2 separate regions of the Gossypium hirsutum genome follow, and region 2 is linked to region 1. A link is a contact called in public Hi-C data. All regions are on one chromosome and are shown on one strand. Each heading gives the region's core, a stretch centred on a gene start, on an enhancer-like site or on the middle of the called end of the contact. The rest is flanking DNA. Distances are from core to core; before and after follow the strand shown.

Region 1 (3,771 bases), core at 484-2,983:
TTCTATCTGTCGACGACAAGCCATCACCATGATGGAGTAATTATAATACTAGTTATTTAGAATCTGAGGCACAAATTGAGATGGTGGAGGTGGGTGTGGTAAAAAAAGGGTGAGTAAATTAAAAAAAAAAGGAAAAGGAAAGCACCCACTGATGGCCTTATCATTCCAAGACTTGAGAGAATCCAAATTCCCAAATGACAAATCCGCCTAAAAATGGAGATATCTCTTTCCTTAGGATTTTGTGGGCTCGGATATAAGGCTAATAAATGGGTCCTACAAATGGAAAACTTAGTCTCAAAGCTAAACTCACTGGTGGCCCCATTAGTGGAAATATTTATTGTATATTGGTATTAAAGGTATGCCTTTGAACCTTCTTTGTGGTCTGTTGTTGTTATGGGTAATGGGCAATCACATGGCTTTCACTTTATTTCAATCAGCATAAAATGTAAAGTGTGTGTGTGAGCAACAACCATAAACGAGACAGTAAAAGATAGATTTCTTTTCTCAGTTTGCTTTTTCTTCTGCATGCATGCATGGCCTCCACTGATAGCAAATATTCTCTCTTTGTGTTGGTTTCTAACAGGGAAGCTTGGCTGCATGGCAAACCTAATGATTCTCCTCTAAACTTACCATCTCTCCAGGTTCTAATTTCTAACCTTTTATTTCCCCAAATAACCTCCTCTTTCCAACTTTTTTCCTGCATTCTAATGATGCTAATATATATATATTTATATAAACACCAATATAAAATGAAAAAGGTATACCAAAAAGGTGGACCCAATTTTTTTCCTTCTTCTTTCATGGAGGCATGTACATTTCTAATTTGCATCATTTCCTGGTTTGATTTTTGAAAACGTTGATTTTGAATCCTTGTTTTTCAATGTTCTTAAACAGAAAGCAAAGCCCCAACTCAAGGTGGCTTTTAGTCTTTTTTGTTTTTTTTTAATGAAAAGTAAAGAAAAAGAGCCGGGTAGGTGTGGGTGTGTGTGTGTGTGTGTTGGGGGGGGGGTTATGATTGTTAAAAGTTCCTTTTTTGGTTCTTTGAAGAACCCTCCCTAGCTCAGGCCTCATCATCAAATTTACTTAACATGCATTTATCATAAACCCAATCCTCTTGACCCATATCAAGCTCATTGGTTTGACCTTGAAACATGCATGGTTGTAGATGGGGTCAAATTATGACTAATGCACCAGGAGAGATAATTGTAATGCTAAAGAATAGTGTCGGGAGTGGCACACAGGAGAGGAGCTGTACCAGGCTTAGTACGCTAGGCTATACTGTTCAAAATGAATGCTAATGCATAAAAACTAGTAGCGGCTAGTAATTCATTGCTTTTGATGATTTGCTTTATTATTTATTTTATTTAATTTTGAGTGCAGAAGGATATGGATCCAAAGTGCTTAAGCTATGAGAGAATATCAGATGTAAGCTCATCAAGCCTTTCAGAGACATGCTCCAAGAAGCCTAATTTGGAGTTCACATTGGGGGTTCCACATTGATATAGATATAAATGATTTTATATATTAGGATGTGTACTGCTCATTTTGAAATGATCATATATATCTCTGACTCCGAAGAGAGGAGAAGGGGGAGTTGGTGAAGAGAATCAGGTACCCTCTCATATTATATATATATATTAAAAAGAATATCAGATTATGAAAAGAAAAAGAGAGCAACTAAAGACAGACAAAGAGACAAGAAAGACAGAGAGCAACAAAAGGAGAGAGGGGGATGGCAAAAGAAAAGCACACGTCCTTCCTATCAAAGCAGCCTTGAGAGATCCATATCAAAATATTATATTCCTACGTAAATATGAAATCTAATTGATTTTGTATGTTTTGCACTTAGTGACAGAGAGAGAGAGAGAGAGAGAGAGAGAGAGAGAGCGAGAGCGAGAGAGAGAGAGAAGAAAGATGAAAAAGATAGAGAGAAAAAAGAGAGGGAGAGAGTGACCCCTTTTAACTATCTTAAAAGTATGAACTATATTTGAAGTGATCCTTGGTAATTGTAATGGAGCACTTTACATTTCTAATATAATTTTTAGCTTATTTTTACCAAAGCCTCAGTATGGGGTTTATTTGGCCTCTCTTTTCTTTTTTTAAAAGCAATTTTACATGCTTTACACTTTGTAAACAAAGGGGAAAAAAGCACTAAAAAGTCTTTCAAGTATAATATATGATCTCAGAAGTAATGATAGTATTTACCTTCAAATTTGTTGGGTAAAATACAATAAAGAAAGAGGAAATGAAAAGGAGAAGTTTTGACGCCTTTTCTCCAAAAATCACATATATCAAAGTTTATATAGAAAGGTATAGTCAAAAAGCAAAAGCAAAAATAAAAAATAAAAACTAAATAAAGAAACCCCTTCAATTTCGAATTAGTCGTTTTGGTTCCTGTGGAAAGTATAGTACATGTTTCTATATATTTTATCTCTTTTATTAAAAATGGATAAATTAGTCTATATATATTAAATTAAAAAAATAAATTAGTCATTTATGTTTAAAAAATTCATTCATTTGTATTATTAAAAGTTAATTTAGCTGACAGAATAATTAGATAGTGATACATGATGTGCTATGTTAATATATGGGGGTAAGCTTTAACAATAAAAATGAATGAAATTTTTTAACAAAAGGATCAATTTGCTCATTGATTTAATGTATAGTGATTAATTTGCCTATTTTTTTAGTAGAGAAGTCAAAATGTAATCGAACTTTTAGTACATGGGCTTTTATAGTACTTTTGCCTTATCATATACCTAAACATTGGGAATTTGATGTTTATCTACCCTAAAACTTTTGAAATGAAATTACGTTTTGAAATGAATTTGTATATCAGATAATGACGAAATTCTACTCCTTTGATAGCTGAATAAAGAACAATGTTCATCGTAATCCTCGTTGTTTGTCATTGGCACTTTAAATTAAGAAAGGGAAAAAAGCCATAGACTTTGATGTTTAGCTTTTCAAAAAGATGATTGAATGTCTAATTGCCGAGAGGAAGCTTCCCTGAAAGTGGTACCTACAAATTCCTCCCAATGGAGAATTATTGCTTTTTATTCCACATTTTTAGCTAGGGTTTTGGAATTTTCACCCGTCTTGTTCCACCAATTAGATATTCCTCTATGTTTTGCATGGAGAATTTATTAATCCTTTTTATATCTTCAAACATAGACCCAAATTTCCTTTTAGAAAAGAAAAAATAGATAGACTAGACGATCAAAAATTGAATATTTTTCCTTGTAGAATTAAATTTCGAAAATATGAAGATGACACTTGTGTTTTGAGAAATGTAAAAAATTCGTATAACAATTATTGGGTTTATTTTTTAAAAAAAGAGTTGAAAAACTCCTTTAATCACCAAAATAGAAGAGAATGATTGGAAAAGAGGGTAGAAAAAAAAAGTAATATATATACAGAGAAGATAGGGAATTTAAGACAACAACATCTGATCTAAGATAGTCTTTTTGTACAGAAAGATTCCTACCAAAAAAATTTGTTCTCTAGTCAGATGTTTCCTTCTATAAAGCACAAAATTTCATGCCTTTGGTTTCATACCATTAGGCTTCAATAATTTTCAATTTGTGAACAAAAGGCTCATGTTCTAATGTTAGCTTTACCAAGTTATTATAATAACCATGGATAGCGCGCGCGCACAAAAAAAAAAAAAGTCCAAAAATTTGTTGTTGGGTCGCAATCATGGATCAAGGACCGCAACTTCGAAAAGACTAAAGTGCCTCTACGATTAAGGAAGACATGATGAAACTAGTT
Region 2 (3,771 bases), core at 710-3,209, 82 kb after region 1:
AAAGGGCTATAATCACTTGGATTCACAAAAAAGGGTGCCTACTCTCCTTTCTTATCGACAACACTCCTACATAATGAAGTATGAAGAAACGCCCTAGTCTGCTCTACTTTGGTTTTTAATTTAATAAAAAATTAATGGGTGCCCTTTTAAGAAAGATTAATCCCGGCGTCACTGTTTCAATTTATTTTTTACAATCCCGAGAATTTTATCTCCCTTATTATAGATTTTACTAGGCAAAAGCATGTTGGTCCAACAACTTTATGCGTTGGATTTTTCAGTTTCGTCTAGCATTAAATAATTTTAGGCTTTTTCTTTAGTTGCCAGCGATTGTGTTGTTTTCCGGACCCTCTAAACATTGCTCCAACCTACTAATCATCTAGAGAGAGTGAATTTCATATATGTTTTTATAATTAATGAACTTGTCTTGTCTTAAAAATATTCAGCGTATAACGTTACAAGCTTCTAAAACAAAGAACTTGTCTTGTCTTAAAAGTAATTTTTTTAATTATTCCTATATTAAATTAGTAGCTTGTTTGAAGATATAATTCAGTGCTGACACCGAAAGAATATTCCAAAGGAAATAATAAAAACATGACAGACTTAGGCAGGTAAAAGGCAAAAAAGCAAAAGAAATAAAAGAGTAGTTGTAATTAGTTGGGTTCGATTTTCCAAGTCCAACTTGCATTAATAATGATAGAGCATCAAGCCATAAATTAACCACACCAAACTTTTACTATCCCTGTTGATTGATAAATTAACCACTCTTTTCTCTTGGAGTTATATGTACATTGTACAGCAAAACCTAAAACTGTCATTCATGTCATCTCTCTCCTTTATTTTATTTTAATATTGGTAACAAATATCATACGTACGGTTTTAAAGATTTATTGCAACTTTTAATACAAAAGGGATGAATTAGATAGTGGAGGAAAGATTTGGGGGTATGTTTTGAGAATGTGAAAAGCTAAGGGAAGGTGAAGTGAAGATGTCAGAAGACCCCTCCTTTTTTATTTTTTAGTTTTTTGAAATATTGAAAGTCAGATATGAATCATTCATTCATAATTAGGAGCTTTTAATGCAAGGTGATGGTATGATGTGACAAATGCTGAATCAATTTATCTTCTGGTGGTCCATGGGAAGGAGACTACCACAACCACTGAACTCTCTCATTAACCCTCCCCACTACTCAGATACCGTAAGTGGACCACCCTTTTTTTTTTTCCCCTTTTTTCTTTAGGTTAATTTCCCATATGTTTATTCTTCTTTCTATTATTATTTCAGTGTCGTAGACTAGTAAACTAGCTGCTTGATTCTTTTGGTCTATGTTTTTTATGGATTTTTTTTTTGGGGTGTGTGTCAAAGGTGTAAATTCGGATGTTTACCTCAAGGTTCAAAGTTTCAAACCCGGGGAAGGTACAAGAAAAGAATCTCTCTAAATACAATGCATGTAAAAGAGAAAAATTTCCCGTTGTTCTTTACAGTTCATAATGAAGCAATAAAGAGAAATCTGTAAAGCTGCTCATTAAATTGCTCTGTTCCCCATCCAAAACAGATGTTTTCATCTTTTGCTCGTAATACTGCAAAGTCTTCAATCACTTTCATTTTCTGAAGATGGATCATCAGGCCCGCGTCTCATTGAACTGGGTCAAAAACTAAAGCCCTCGTTTGTCCTAGCCCATTTCCTATATCATGACCTAAAGACTTAATGGAAAACCAGATATAATGAAACGTCCAACAGATTTTATTTGGGGGGAAACTGAAGATTAATCCAACTTCACTTTGCTGTGAAGCAAGCCGGTACCAATTGCACTCTTTTTCTTTTCATTGCTCAAGAGTAAAGAACCAATGGCTGGTGCAATTGCAATTTGCAAATATACCACGAGTCATGGGAGTCATTGTCAACTAGCCGGTCCCATGCAACTCCATAAAGAAACATCAATCTGAAGTGCTGGGGGCTCCACTGACATTAACCAAATGGTTGCTCTTATACCACGAGTCATGGGAGTCATTGTCAACTAGCCGGTCCCATGCAACTCCATAAAGAAACATCAATCTGAAGTGCTGGGGGCTCCACTGACATTAACCAAATGGTTGCTCTTAGGTATTTATCTACGATCCCCCAATCATCTTACCCGATAATTGACTTCCTCATTCCAAACGACTTAATCCTTTATCTCTGGCGTGCCATCCTAATCTCGCACATGACCATGGGATATGGACAGGCGGCACCAAGTTTACCACAATTGATCTTCGGCACGTTTCTTTTACTTTTGGAAGTTGGAAGCTCCCCTCCTCTCCGGTATTACATTTAAACGCCCAAAAGAACTCGTAGAAATGTCAGGCAACAATTATTTATTTATTATAAGAGAACGATGCACCACGTCCACATTCAGAAAAAAAATTGAAAACCAAAAGAAAAAAAGGATAGAGTTGGCTAGCAAGCCGGTTCAGGTTGAAAACGAGTTCTTCAGTTTTGAGCAAATACCAAATCAATGCTACTAGAGACTAGGAGATATACCGAACAATTACACCATTAAAAAACAAAGCAGTGCTAAGACTCCTACAAGTACCTTCAAACATGTCCTTATCATGTCGATGCATTTTGATAACAAGAAGCAAGCTGAAGTCACCCAATAGCACCAACAGCTTTTGAGGATACCAAGCAGCAAAGCCTTCCACACCTAAACGTGAAAATGGTAAAACTCAAAGGCTTCCAGGACCCTTCATGTTCTGTTTTGCCACCTCTAATTCATGCCTCGATGGTATCTGCAAATTGCCAGAAAACTAAATTAGATTAACGTTAAATCAAATCAACATTTTGTAGTGGTATTGCATTGCAGAGTAATTAAAACAGACCAAGGATTTAAAATCATACCTTGCTTTGTAGTGAAGTTATTGTTGACCTCAGCAAATTATCTCCAACTATCAATCTCAACTTTTTGACAAAATCATCACGAGTTATCTTCTTTGCCTTACGGAGCAAAAAAGATATAACACAGAAGAATTAGAAGCTTTATTTAAAACCATAGAGAAACCAATAGGGGTGTAATCAAGCCAAGCCAAGCCCAATACTGCCACGCTCAAGCTCGATACTCAGCTCGAGCTTGATCCAACATCTATTTTTAAGCTCAAGCTTAGCTTGAGATATAATCGAGCTACTTAAGCTTGAGCTCAATCAAGCTCATTTACCAATTTTTGTACTTGACCTCGAGCTCAACTCAATAATTAAGCTTAGGGTTAATAATATATATTAAGGGTAATAACATAATTTAATAGTATAAAAATATGAAAAGTTCGATAAGGCTCGCAAGATATTCAAGTCAAGTACTACAAGCTCGAATTCAACTTGATCAATAGCTCGACTTGGCTTGATAAGTATCAAATCAAGTTCGAATTTTCTCCAAGTCGAACTCGAGTAGCTTGCGGACACTAGTGTCTCACTTACACCCCTAGAAACCAACAATTAAACATCTTACTAAACATACCCTGAACAGTTCATAATGATTAGCAACTTGGTCCATATCCATACGAGGAATCTTATTTGAGATAGCAGCAAACAACATAGGGAAAGGCATCCAAGGGGATTTAGGGGTCTTTGAAGTGTTTGAACCCAGACTAGGATCATTTTCTTGGGATCCCCCTGAATCTGAATTTTGGTGTTTAGTACTCCCCTAAATGACAAGAATATCAGCAGCAAACATAAGTAAACCTCACAAGATATACGAATTATCAGGACTGCCATTTCCGCCTGAAAATATCTTAAAAGTACAA

What was found. Hi-C and Micro-C count contacts between places; a contact is called where the count stands out from the background.
Region 2: a Hi-C map of leaf shows a contact between it and region 1, with 3 times the contacts expected there. The contact joins two enhancer-like sites. A contact is called at or near these places in 9 of 34 Hi-C or Micro-C datasets (callus, leaf and petal).

What each region holds. Positions count from the first base shown.
Region 1 is chrA08:111,717,858-111,721,628 of Gossypium_hirsutum_v2.1, reverse strand. It overlaps the pseudogene LOC121204609. Among protein-coding and RNA genes, the nearest start is that of LOC121205072, 13 kb to the left of the region's middle. Within about 2 kb of position 1,733, at least 5 of the 9 cell types and tissues checked have an H3K27ac peak or open chromatin away from gene starts, as enhancers often do. A contact at or near this core is called in leaf, where this site is marked.
Region 2 is chrA08:111,635,854-111,639,624 of Gossypium_hirsutum_v2.1, reverse strand. LOC107919828 (inactive poly [ADP-ribose] polymerase RCD1) reads right to left here. Exons shown (of 10, transcript XM_041074793.1): 8 at 3,486-3,671; 9 at 2,876-2,971; 10 at 2,336-2,766. The coding sequence ends at 2,704. Among protein-coding and RNA genes, the nearest start is that of LOC107919828, 6.8 kb to the right of the region's middle. Within about 2 kb of position 1,959, at least 7 of the 9 cell types and tissues checked have an H3K27ac peak or open chromatin away from gene starts, as enhancers often do. A contact at or near this core is called in leaf, where this site is marked.